2 separate regions of the Sus scrofa genome follow, and region 1 is linked to region 2. The links are chromatin contacts, called in public Hi-C maps. All regions are on one chromosome and are shown on one strand. Each heading gives the region's core, a stretch centred on a gene start, on an enhancer-like site or on the middle of the called end of the contact. The rest is flanking DNA. Distances are from core to core; before and after follow the strand shown.

Region 1 (6,743 bases), core at 4,075-6,574, 180 kb before region 2:
ACTTGATTACTTGGTATTGTATGTTTGGTGGGTTTTGTGTGTGTGTGTGTGTGTGTTTCATATGCTAGCAGAACTTTTTCTTCTTTTTTCTTTTTGTGCTACTTTCTTTCCATGATACTACTGCTGTAGAATTATAGGAATGATACATTTTGTATATTTTCTCTCTTTTTCCTCTTCTTTAATGAGAAACTGAATACACCAGTGTCACTGGCATCTCTGCCAGCCGTCTCTGTCTCAGGGAAGACAAATGGTAGACCTTTCCCTGGCATTTCTTGTTTCATGCAGCTCCTTTGGCTTTCTGGCTTTCTGTGCTTAAATACAACCCTGTGGGGATTTACCTACATCTCGACTTCTGGCTTTGTCTTGACATGTCAGGAGGTCTGGCAGTATTGGCCACACAAATCACTGCCCCTGTTCTCCGGCAGGGTGAAGGAGAAATTTTCTCTCGTAGGAGCAATACAGCTGTGTCTGGGATGCCTACCAGCCTGGAGCTGTTCAGGCTCTAAATGCTAAAGGAATGAAAGCCATGGACTCCAATGTAGCTACTTTTGACATTCGCCTAGGTGTCTGAACATACAAAGAAGGAAACGAGTTGACTGGGAGTTCCTGGGAGCAGGGGACTAGGACTTATTTGCCTCTGAATGACTGTATCCTAGAGGCTGGGTTCAGCCCTGGTGCCTTGTATGGAGTTAGTGCTCAGAAAGTGTCAAATTTAGAAGATGGAGGTCATGGGTTTAATTCTAGACAAGAGCAAAATAGTTCTGCCTCATTCTATAAGATTACCTAGTACCTTAACTTTTATAATGATAATATGTTGTAAAATTGCAACTTCTTAAAACACTCGATTTAGGGTTTGTTTCCAACCTATGAAAATACGTTTGTACTTTCCAAAGCAAGTCACATATAATGGGTCTTAGAAATCATACAGAGCTCATGAGAATCCAGGTAAGGAAACCAGTTCCAAGTAAGAAAAAAAACTTGTCCAAGAGCAGGTCAGGGGCAGTTTGGACAAGAATCATCTCTTGATTTGTAGTCTAGGGAGTGTTTTCCAGGACTCGGGATTTGCCCAAGCCCAGAGTGGTTCTAAGACGGCAGAGTTATGTGAGCAATATCAATAGTCTGTTTGAAGACACATGGGGATGCCCTGCTCCCTATTGCAAAAGACCTGGGCTCCTCTGTAGGGCAGCCTGACCTGTCAGGCTGATTCCTGCAAAGGCTTCTGGGTAGCCCAAGGTGGGAGGGGAGGGGCGGGGATGGCAATGCACGAGCTGCCCCTATCACCCCATGCTTAAAGCAGATGGCCCCATTGTCCCAGGGGCCCTCTGGAAGAACACTTCCCATCCCAACCTCACACTGCAATTCCCAGATCCAGAGCATAAATGTGTCACTGTCACTCATGACAAGATACCACACGACAACCCATGAGACTAGGCATTTAACTAAGGAAACATCACTACTCTGTTTCTAATAAATTGGTATCAATATCACAAAGTATTTCATCAAGGTAGGAAAAAAGCAAAGATAAAATGGGATTGCCATCTTGTAAACCCCCATCCTTGCCTCATTTTTCTTGTTCCTCTTACAGTAGCTCATTAGCTCCAGGGTTTAGTGCCCTATTGGGAACAAGGGTGTGGGCAGTTTATGTGCCCCTAGTGCAGAAGGGCAGCTCAGCTAAAGTCAAAAAGGAAAGAAAGAGAGTTCCTATCATGGTTTAGCAGTAATGAACCTAACTAGGATCCATGAGGATTCGGATTCAATCCCTGGGGTTTGGATCTGGCGTTGCTGTGCACTGTGGTATAGGTTGCAGATACAGCTAGGATCCTGTGTTGCTGTGGCTGTGGCCGGGAGCTGTAGCTTCAATTCGACCCGTAGCCTGGGAACTTAAATATGCTGCGGGTGCAGCCCTAAAAAGCAAAAAAAAAAAAAAAAAAAAAAAAAAAAAGGAGTTCCCGTCGTGGCGCAGTGGTTAACAAATCCGACTAGGAACCATGAGGTTCCGGGTTTGGTCCCTACCCTTGCTCAGTGGGTTAACGATCCGGCGTTGCCGTGAGCTGTGGTGTAGGTTGCAGACGCGGCTCGGATCCCGAGTTGCTGTGGCTCTGGCGTAGGCTGGTGGCTACAGCTCCGATTCGACCCCTAGCCTGGGAACCTCCATATGCCGCGGGAGCGGCCCAAGAAATAGCAACAACAACAACAAAAGACAAAAAAAAAAAGGGAAAGAACAGAGGGGCTGGGCACATTTGCCATGGCTCATAACCTCTCTTCTCCCTCACCTTCCTGGTCCCTCCATTCAAGTGAAAAAGCACAACCCAACTTCATTCCAAATGATGAGTCAAATAAGTGCTCTAAACTTATAAATCAAGTATATAAACAAGAAGATAGTCTTGGGAGTTCCTGTTGTGGCTCAGCAGTAACAAATCCAACTACTATCCATGAGGATGTGGGTTCGATCCCTGGCCTCACTCAGTGGGTTAAGGATCTGGCATTGCCTTGAGCTATTGCATAGGTCACAGGCACGGCTTGGATCCTGCATTGCTGTGGCTGTGGTGTAGGCTGGCAGCTGTAGCTCTGATTCAATTCCTAGCCTGGGAACTTCCACATGCTGCAGGTGTGGCCCTCAAAAAAAAAAAAAAGACGAAGAAGAAAAAGAAAAAGAAGACAGCCGTGTATTGTGTATTGTAATAGCATAAAACTCAGTTTGGACTGGTAAATATTTTGATAAAACTGGTCAAAATAATACTTTTGGTGGCACCATCTTGTGATCTTTAAAATTATGGAGTCATAATCTTTTTTTTTTCCATTTTGTAAAGTTTTATTGAACTACAGTTGAGTTACAATGCTGTGGTCATTTCTGCTGTACAACAAAGGGATTCAGTTATACACGTATACACATCCATTCTCTTTCAGATTCTTCCCACATAGATTATCACAGAATATCGGGTAGAAGTTTCTGTGCTATACAGCAGGTCCCCATTGGCCATTCATTCCATATACCTCAGTGTGCATATGCCAACCCCAAACCCCTAGTCCATCCCTTCACCCCACCCCCACACACACACCTGTCCCTTTTGGTAACCATAAGTTTTTCAAAGTCTGTGAATCTGTTCCTGTTCTGCAAATAAGTTCATTTGTGTCCCTTCATAGGATGTCATCTTTCACTGTCTAACTTCATTTGGTATAATACTCCCTAGTTCTACCCATGTTGCTACAAATAGCATTATTTCATTCTTTTTATGGCTGAGTAATAGTCCACTGTATATATGCACCACATCTTCTTTATCCAGTCCTCTGTCGATGGACATTTAGGTTGCTAGTCTTCTGGAAATGGGAGGAACCTTACTTTCTGGTTCAATATTTACTGCCCCCACCCACATACACAAGGCAACATTTAGTGAAATCACGTTTGATGATGCCTTTTACTCAGAAAGGCTGCTCTGTGACATACAAGTGACTGGCACGAAGAACTATTTGATTCTTTGGTTCTTCTTATGATTTTGCATAATTGTGGGCGGGTTTATATCAAAGTCTACATGAAGCCCAAACATTACTACTGAGGCAGTTATGTACAGCATTACTTAGAAATGGAATCAAATAGAATTTCCAGAGTAAAGTATCCATGTAAGAAGACATTTTTAATAAAAGACCCAATACCAGAGACTTTCTAACAGTGTGGTATTCATCAGTGTGGTGGCTTAACATCAACCAATTGTAGGTCAAGGGCAAAGAAATGAGGCTGATGAATTTGGCAGCTGGTGACCATTCTTTAGGTGCCTGCAAAATAGAGCTCAACTACTGTGTATTTGTCTAGATACACCATAAACAATGAAAAAAAAAAACCTATGAAAACAATTGGCTTGTAGCAGGAGCAGTGGTAATAATAATTACGGAGCATTCGCATCGGCATTCAAGGCTTCCGTAACACAGCAGTACCTTATGTTTCTAGTGTGACTTCCCACCACCTTCTTACACATGCTTCAGTCCAACCAGATGTGTGCCTAGTCCCTCCTCCATGCTTTTGCTCTTGTTCCTTCTGTCCCCTTTGTCATGCCCACTGCACGTCACCCAATGTGTCTGTCAAAATCCCCATGGAGCCAGAGTGCCTGGGTTTAAACTCTAGGCTTCCACTAACCAGCTGTGTGACTTTGGACAAGTTTCTTAATCTCTCTGTACCTTTGTTTCCTCATCGGCAAAATCTACGTCATCTGGTTGCTGTGATGATTAAATGAGATCCCAGTATCTGAGACACTTGCAACAGTGCCTGAACCAGACCTATACCATCCTCCCTTCAACCTCCAGGGGATATTGCTGGTGCTTTTTATCTACTGGGCTAGAACACTAGACTCTGTGCATGCGAGGTTAGTTCGATATAGCTATAATTATTCACTAATAAGAGCTGATAATTAATAAGTAGACTTGCCTCTGTTAACTCTGACCTAAAGATTGAATTAAACAATTAAATACTAGCCTATGTAAATAAGGTTCTACAGCATAGCACAGGGAACTATATTCAATATCCTGTGAGAAACCATAATGGAAGAATGGAAAAAAGAATAAATATATACATGTAACTAAGTCACTTTGCTGCACAGCAGAAATTAACACAACATTGTAAACCAAAGCTACTTCAATAAAATAAGTTTTAAAATATTAGCATAAATGATCAAGCACTGACTCCGTAGCTTGTATTTAGCTCCCTTTCTTCCATTTATTTGGGAGCTTCTTGCGCCCTGTGCTTATTAACTAACTTATGAGGGTGGAGGGGAAGACGTCCTTTTGTGCTTTCTAAACTAGAATTATCTGGTGAAATTTTCTAAGTGGCTCCCACTTCCCTCCAAACCCGCTGGCATTCCCAAATTCAGTATCAGAGAGGGGGCTCAAAGACCAACAGTTCAAGGCAGATAGGACCTCCTGGGACTAAGAGCAGAGCGCATTTTTTGCTGTCAACTGCTTCTCGCTGGCTGACACTCTAAGTGGTTGTCATCCCCTCGTGCAGAAGGAAAATACCATAAAAGGCAAGGCTCAGGCCAGCCCTTCGGCAGTTTGAAGTGCTCCTCGGGACTGCGAACCCTCTTGGGAAAGACCAGCAGACCCCTGGCAAAAATTCCAGCACACGGCAGGGCAAACTTGTGGAGTAACAAAGCGCGTATTGTTACCTCCTAACGCCAAGCTCCATGGGCTAGTAAAAACACGTAGTATACCTTTTTAATGGGGTGAGGGGAGTTGGCTTCCCTGGAACGTTTTGGATGGAGTCAGAGAACAAATAAACCGTATTCTGGGGTCTGAATTTATGAAGCCCAGTGCCGAGCTGCGTGGTCACAGATGGGGCAAGCCAGACCATTGTGTAAATCAAGTGCAGAGGCCAAGGCGCCCTGGCAGCTGCACCTCTGCAAGCTCACGTAGGGAAAAGATGCCTTTGAAACACGTCCCAGGGGGCTTTACGGTCTCTCTGCCACTTTTGTCCTAAATGTGTTTATTGTTCATAGAATTGATACTTTTCCCCTATTTTTAGTGTTGCTAAAAATATAGAAGCTGAGTGACCTTTTTTTTTTTTTCCTCCCCAGTTCTATTTATTTATTTATTTATCTAGGCCATGTCTGCAGTTTGTAAAACTTCCCAGACCAGGGACTAAACCTATGCCACAGCAGTAACAAGAGCCACAGCACTGACAACACTGGCTCTTTCACCTGCTGAACCACCAGGGAACTCCTGAGTGACATTTTATTTTATTTTATTTTATTTTATTTTATTTTATTTTATTTTATTTTACTTTTAGGGCCACACTCACGGCATATGGATGTTCTCAGGCTAGGGGTCGAATTGGAGCTGCAGCTGCCAGCCTACACCATAGGCACAGCAACACAGGATCCAAGCTGCATTTGCAACATACACCCCTAACTCAAGGCAACACCAGATCCCCAACCCACTGAGTAAGGCCAGGAATCCGAACCTGCATCCTTATGTATACTGGTCAGATTTGTTTCCACTGTGCCATTATGGGAACTCCCCTGAGTGACTTTTTAGATAACCTGGAGTGTGACTTAGCAAAACAGGAGAGGGAGTGAGGGTCTATTCTGACTGATGCGGTGCCTGTCTATTCCTTCTTGGAGCTAATTCTGTACATGTCTGCAAATACATAGACACATACACACACACTCACATACACACATGGCTCCTAGAGTTTACTGCGGAGAAAAGGAAAGAAGGGAGACAGCGTCCACTTCAGCCAACAAATCAAGTTACAGAGGAAGTGAAAACTTTGAGCAATGAGCTCCCTCTCAAATGGAGCCCATATCTGTCTCTGGCAATAGAGAGGGCTTAAATAATTTGGATCTGCCTTCCTGCCATTTCACGTAAGGTAGTTCCTAAGAGCTAATTGCAGGGCTCTAACAATGAGCAAGATGGAAACTGTGTTCCCTTCTGAGATGGCACTGAAACCCTGAATACGCTGTCGGAAAATTTGCTTGGTGCCTAGGCTTGAACGAAGGGGCTATGCGAGCCCAAAATGATCAGTGCGCTTAAAGGGACTAAAAAGGACACAGACTTAAAGGGACACAAGGGGAGTTCAGGGAGAAGGTGTCTTCATCGCTGACGGTTGTGGAAGAGAGGAACAGAGCAAGAAGTGAACACGGCCGAACTATGAGGTCTGATGTTACTATGAGAACAGTGGGGTGGGGGTGGTGCTTAAAACATTCCTGGAACCTGCTTAACACAGGGAGCAAAAGACGTTAAGGAGAAGGAGAGCC
Region 2 (6,854 bases), core at 4,299-6,798:
TTGCTCTGTTTGAACACCAACATTCTAACTGTTACTTCCTGAGATCACACAGTAAAGGGATGGATATGATCTTGGGACACAGACATGAACCCCACCACTGCCTGGGCTTCACGTACATGCAATTCCACGCTGATGCAGTTACGAGGGAAAAGGTAAGCCAGCCATGGTAAACTGGCTGACACGGGGAGTGGTGGGCAGTGCTGGTGGTAGAAGGGACCTCCCAGAGCAAGGGAAGCTCACCTGAGGTTGTTTTCCTGTCACATCCTGCCAGCCTCCTGAAACTGATATCCTTGGGAAAGCTGACATCGTACGGAGTTACATTCTCACATAGGCTGGCATCCTCCGTCCTCCGTGGCCGGGCCCTCTGCAGCCCAGATAAGGGCTGGAGTCCAGCCATAGGGCAGCAGCCACATTGAGGGTGGAGTTTCAGTCACTTTGGGGGTCACTGCCTCTTGCTCAGCAATTCCCAGGAACAGAAGTACACGGCAGAGCCCTCAGTCCCTTGACTGGGGACAAGGATGATGCTGAAATTCACATGTCTCATTCCTGCTTGAGATTGAAAGGGATCTCAGGAATCACACAGCCCCAAACACTGGTAGAACTGAATCCCACGCATTACACACACACACACACACACACACACCACAGGCAACATCAACAACTCAGCCGCATCTGTCATTTTGACATGAGAGCCTGGGGAAAAAAAAAAAAAAAAAAAAAGAGGGAACTGGGAAAGGAGGGAGGTGGGAGGAAGGAAGATGAAATATAAGATAATTGGGAGGAAAGGATAAGACTTTGGAGCTATAAGCTACAGATGTTGTGACTTGTTGCCCTGCTCCTAAATAACATTAGTTCTGGTAATCTAGGTTTGAGATAGGCACCTCACAGAAAATAGTTCTTTTTTTTAAAAGTTGAAAATGAAGGGGTGAAAAAAAAGAATAAAATGACTTTGTGAGAAAAATGCATAGCTCTTTTGGGAAATATTCCTGTGCTGCCTTTCACAGATCTTCCAAATGTTGGCTCATTTTATTTATTTATTTAGCTTTATGGCAGCACCTACGGCATATGGAATTTTGATATGCCAGGGATCGAATCTGAGCCACAGCTGCGACTTACACCACAGCTGCAGCAACACCAGATCCTTTAACCTGCAGCACCATGCCAAGGATTGAACCCGAACTCATGCCTCTGCAGTAACCTGAGCCACTGCCGTTGGATTCTTAAGCCACTGCACCAGAGTGGGAACAACTCTGGCTTGTTTTATTATACTGTATCAAAAAAATCCTGCGTGTTAATATGACTATCAGCCTCAGCAGAAAACTTTTTAAGTGTTGAGAAACTGTCCAGCTCATGGTGGCAGAAACAAGTCTTCCAAATTCTCATTTTTGCTTGAAAATTTGTATTTTCAGCGTAGGTAACAAACACTGTCAGTTGTTTTCTTCAAAGTGGCAGGATCGTTTTGTTCCTGTTGAGGAAAATACCTGCCAAATACTCTAGTTGGAATAACCACTGTTCATCTGTCAGTCATTCCGGCAAATAAAAATGGTGTTCCGTGAGAAACAAGCGACTGATTGAGCTCTCAGCTCAAACACACAAGTTTTTTTACTCAAGACAACCATCATCTCTCAAATGCAGCAAAGGTACTTCCCATATGTTGCGAGACATGTTTCTACAATATTTTCTTAGCCTCTTCCTACTTTATGTTATCCCATCTTCCTGCTTGAAAAACAGTCACGGTGCTGGTAAATGAATTAAGCTTAAGAAAAAAGACCTAAAGGCATAAGCTATTCCTAGGGTCAGCTGAATGAGGACATAACACGCTGGTCTAGGCGCGCTGGACCTGTGCAGATTGGCATGCCGTTTGCACAAGCATGATGCGTCCTCTAAGGAATAAGGAACCTCATGGCCAAGTGGTTTATGAGCGGTCATTAGCAGAATATGCATTAGCAAAGAGAACCGAGGTGCAAACTTAGGCACGTTGTCGTTTGTGTTTGCGGAAGCACAGTGAGGATTCTCTGAAATGCTGTGCATAGATAGCTAATGCAAATGCTAATGATTGTTATGTGCCTAAAGGTCAGAGCAAAAGATTAACCTTCTACCAGCTAAGTGACTTTTAAAATAATAAAAGAACTTATGAAATAATAAACAAACCCTATATCCTCCACCCATAGCCGCCTCCTCACTTGAAATAATCCTAAAGAGCACAATGAAAGCAGTGTGGTTTCTTGAGGGGGGGCTCTTGGTCCCTGAGACCTTGAGTCCCCCGGTTCCCACCTTTACTTAAGATAAATGTCTCTGTGTCTTGTTTTATGTTAACTTTTTCTTTAAGTTTCACAGCACCCGTTCTTCAGCCCCATCCTGCTGAGCTGGTCTCCGCACCCGTACATGCCAGCACTCAGAATAGTTTTAAAATGAACGCAAAGGCCAAGATTTAATCAAATTAATAATTCTCACCATTTCCTTCAATCATTCTCTTTTTTTTCTTTTTTCTTGCCTTTTAGGGCTGTACTCATGCCATATGGAGGTTCCCAGGCTAAGGGTATAATCAGAGCTAGAGCTGCTGACTTACACCACAGCCACAGCAATGAGGCCAGAGATTGAACACACAACCTCATGGTTCCTAGTCAGATTTGTTTCTGCTGCACCACAACAGGAACTCCACCTTCGACCATCCTTAAGTGAAACTGGAAGGTTTGTTTTTTCACTCCTATGCTCGGCAGCAGCATATACAATGATGACTCCCTGATTCCCAGTAAGGGATGGCTTTACACACCACTGGTTTTACACCATCAGTGCAAATGTCAACACCATGAAATAGGCAAATAACATCTTCATGCTGCTATGAAAATAGTTTTGAATCCAAAGAACCCCCAAGGGGGTCATGGGGATTTTATGGATCCTCAGACTGCACTTTGAACAACTGTTATAGACAAAGCTGAAGTCCTCCTATGTGTCCATTAATCTCGGTTCCCACAGCACATCCACCACGGTGCAGCTGCCAAAGTAACCACCATTCTAGGATTGGTATTCCATCCTTAATACACAGTTTTACCAATGACAATATCCATTGGAAATCTATAGATTGTTTATTATTTTTACATGTATGTAAATATGCTGTGCATGTCATTTTGCAACATGCTCTTTTCTTACAACAATGTTTTTATTTTATTTTATTTTATTTCATTTTTGGTCTTTTTAGGGCCGCACCCACGGCATCTGGAAGTTACCAGGCTAGGGGTCCAATTGGAGCTGCAGCTGCCAGTCTACACCACAGCTACAACTGTACTGCGGTGTCTGAGCCATGACAGCAACTTACACTCCAGCTAACTGCAACCCTGGATCCTTAACCCACTGAGTGAGGCCAGGGACAAAACCCGCATCCTAATGGATACTGTTTAGGTTCTTAACCTGATGAGCCACAACACTCCAAGCCCACTCTTTTAACTGTCTAGTAGTCCAAGAAATGTATGACTGTTTCATTTATCCATTCTGCTATTCAAAGCTTTTTTTCTCTCTTTCTTTTGAAAATATTAGTCTTACTTTGTGTTACATTTGTAAGCAGAACTTTCGAACCACATTATGAAATGTTCCACATGTAGAGACGGCTGTAAAGAGCATGCATGTGATGTAAAGAATAACATGTGAACAGAGCCCCAAGGACAAGGGTGCACTTATGCCCCTGAAAGAGCCTCAGATTTGGAGGGGCTGGTGCAGACGGCCAGGGTGAGTGGGTCTGGTTTCTCACTCACGAGTCTGGCAGGGCTTCAGGTACCCCAGGAAGACATGAAAAGACATCATTCTCAAAGGCTAAGATGAAACTTGCTCTTTTACTCACAGACACGACCCCCCCCCTTCTGGAACTGATGGATACACAAAGTTTCCTTGTTCCCCTAATGCGGGGGTTAGGTAGGAAAGGCAGGTCATTTTTCTGTTCACTCTCAGCCCAAGAAAGCACAGCGATTTTTTTTTTTAATGCTTTTCACATTTCTAAGGTCCCCAGGTTGTTCTGCAACGAACAAGTGATTGCTTCTTCGACAGTTCTAAGGACGTTCAGTATTTTTATTTTTTAAAAGGAGTTACTATGTAGTAGGTGTTTTTGAATTTCTTTTTCAGGCAGTTTGAAAAAAAAGAGAGGAGGTTCTGAAGTTGGAGTTGAGGTTCAGAGGAACAACCTAGACTCTGGGATGATCAGAGATGAGCGTGACTTGCAGTGGTTCGACTTTGTAGTCGTGTGACATTGAGCAGGTCATACAGAGCCTCTGAACTTCAGTCTCTGCATGTGTCAAGGGGTGCCTTCCTCACACCCTCGCTGGGATTATCACACCAGACACTGCAGCCAGAGTGCCCAGCACACAACCAGCCACAGCCATGAGGATGTGGAGCAAAGTGAACACTCACGCACTGCTGGTGGGAATATAAAGTGGTGTGGCCGCTATGGAGAACAGCCAAGAGATTCCTCAGGATTTCCCATCGTGGTGCAGTGGAAATGAATCTGGCTGGGAACCATGAGGTTGCAGGTTCGATCCCTGGCCTCGCTCAGTGGATTAAGGATCTGGCATTGCCATAAGCTGTGGTGTAGGTTGCAGACGGCTCAGATCTGGTGTTGCTCTCTGTTATGTAGGCCAGCAGCTGTAGCTCTGATTGGACCCCTAGCCTGGGAACCTCCAAATGCCTCAGGTGCAGCCCCAAAAAGCAAAAAGCAAAAAAAAAAAAAAAAAAAAAAAAAAAAAAAAAGAGAGAGAGAGAGAGATTCCTCAGAAAACTAAGAATAGAACTTCGATAGCATCCAGCTATTTCACTTCAGGGTATTTAACTAGAGAATATGAAAACACTACTTCAAAAACATAAGTGTTCCTGCTGTGGCGCAGTGGGTTCATGATCTGTCTTGTCTCTATGTTGGTGCTGAGTGTTTGACCCCCAGCTCAGTGCAGTGAGTAAGGATCTGGTGCTGCCATAGCTGTTGTGTAGGTCGCAGCTGTGGCTCAGAGTCAATCCCTGGCCTGGGAAATTTCCTATGGAAAATCCATATAAATTCCATACAGATATAGATAGATATGTACATACATACACACACTAGAATAGTACTCATCCATAAAAGAAATATGAACTCCTGCCATTTGCAACAAAGTCACTGTGACTCAACAAGCCCTTGGCCATCCCACTAGAGGAGAAGGGTAACAGAGTAGCCAGAGACAGGAGCCTTGGAAAGAGGCCATGCAAGAGAGGGGCACTGGTGTTTAAAATCCATTAACTTTGTGGCAACTCTCTCATTTGTGAAAGTGCTTTTCCCCTGCCTTACTATAGGGTTTTAACTTCAGGCCAAGACCACCAGGGAAACCAGGCAAGTTTTATTATCCCAGATCTACCGCTGAGAGTCCAAAGGGCTGGATCATGATACAGGGTCACACAGTTCATGACAAAGAACTATAGTTAATGAGAAAGAAGCCAGTTCAGCAATCTTTTTACAATAGTACCCAGAAGCCCATTCATGGCTTTAAAAAATTAAGGGCATCTCATGTAGACACATTTAAGAATTTGATGATATCCCCTTCAATTAATTCATTATCACTAGAGCATGATAAATCGATAAGAAGGATTGATGAATATATGGAAAAAACTGCTGGTGGGAATGTGAAACGGTGCAGTGACTATGAAAGACAGTCCAGAAGTCCCTCAAAAAGCTAAACACAGAGTTAACATGTAATCCAGCAATTCCACTCCCTGGTATTAAAAGAATGGAAAACTTATGTCAACAAGATAAAGTGTACCTAAATGTTCAGAGCTACATTATTCATAATTGCTAAAAAGTGGGGAAAAAAATGTCTGTCAACCAATGAATGGATAAACAAAATGCAATACATCCATACAATGGAATATTATTCAGACCTAAAAATGAATAAAGGACCAATATATGCTTTAGCGCAGATGAACTTTGAAAACATTATGCCAGTGGAAAAAGCCAGACCCAAAAGGCCACGTATTGTTTGATTCCATTCACATGAAATGCCTGGAATAGGCGAAACTCATAGAGATGGAAATAGAAGATAAATTAGTGCTTTTCAGGTGTTGGGGAAGGAAAAATGAGGACACGCTGGTGATGGGCACGGTCTTCTCTTGGGGGTGACCAAAATATTCCGGGAGTAGGTAGTGATGATGGTTGTACAATCTTATGTTTATGCCAGTGAACTACGTGCTTTAGAAGGGTGAATAGTATAGCATACGAATCATATCTCAATTTCTTTAAATGGGTATGGCAAATGAAGAATCATAGATTACTGCTCTAAACCCCAATAGAAAATTCCCAGGAAGCAACACAGCACATAGCAGAGTGACCTTTGGAAAAAGATGGAGGATGATAAAATTCTTTGCTTCCAATTATGACTTCCAGACTTTGGCATTTTATTTAATTTTCTCTTAGCATCGATATTCTTACCTATAAAATGAGGGCAATATTACCTATTTCATGAAGTGGTTGTGAGGATTAAGTGAAATCATTTATCTGAGGCAGGTGGTACAATACTATACATTTAATAGGTAGCAATAAATAACTGCTACTATCATTATTACTTTTATTATTACTATCATCATTATTTTCACATCTTTCAGACCTTTCATATATAATCATTTATTAGTGCTATTCTTACTTGACACTTCTAAACAGGTATCTTTTCCAGTTTCTATGAGCATAATCTCGGTGAATTCTTCAAATGAAGTGGCTTAAAGGAAAGTCTATTTTTAGTATACAGAGATATCTACTGTGCCTGTTCCATGAAATAAATAATAATTAGCAAAATAGCTGCTGAAGGGAACACACATGAATTCATTCACTGCAAGTATAAATAGCACTAGAAATG

The links. A called contact is a pair of places that touch in the nucleus more often than the background predicts.
Region 1: a contact with region 2 is called in a Hi-C map of embryonic fibroblasts, with 2.3 times the contacts expected there. The contact joins two enhancer-like sites. A contact is called at or near these places in 4 of 47 Hi-C or Micro-C datasets (embryonic fibroblasts, epiblast stem cells, fetal heart ventricle and 1 more).

The regions. Positions count from the first base shown.
Region 1 is chr1:250,794,047-250,800,789 of Sscrofa11.1, reverse strand. No RefSeq gene overlaps it. Among named protein-coding and RNA genes, the nearest start is that of PALM2, 27 kb to the left of the region's middle. Within about 2 kb of position 5,324, at least 12 of the 83 cell types and tissues checked have an H3K27ac peak or open chromatin away from gene starts, as enhancers often do.
Region 2 is chr1:250,618,590-250,625,443 of Sscrofa11.1, reverse strand. No RefSeq gene overlaps it. Among named protein-coding and RNA genes, the nearest start is that of PTPN3, 39 kb to the right of the region's middle. Within about 2 kb of position 5,548, at least 2 of the 83 cell types and tissues checked have an H3K27ac peak or open chromatin away from gene starts, as enhancers often do.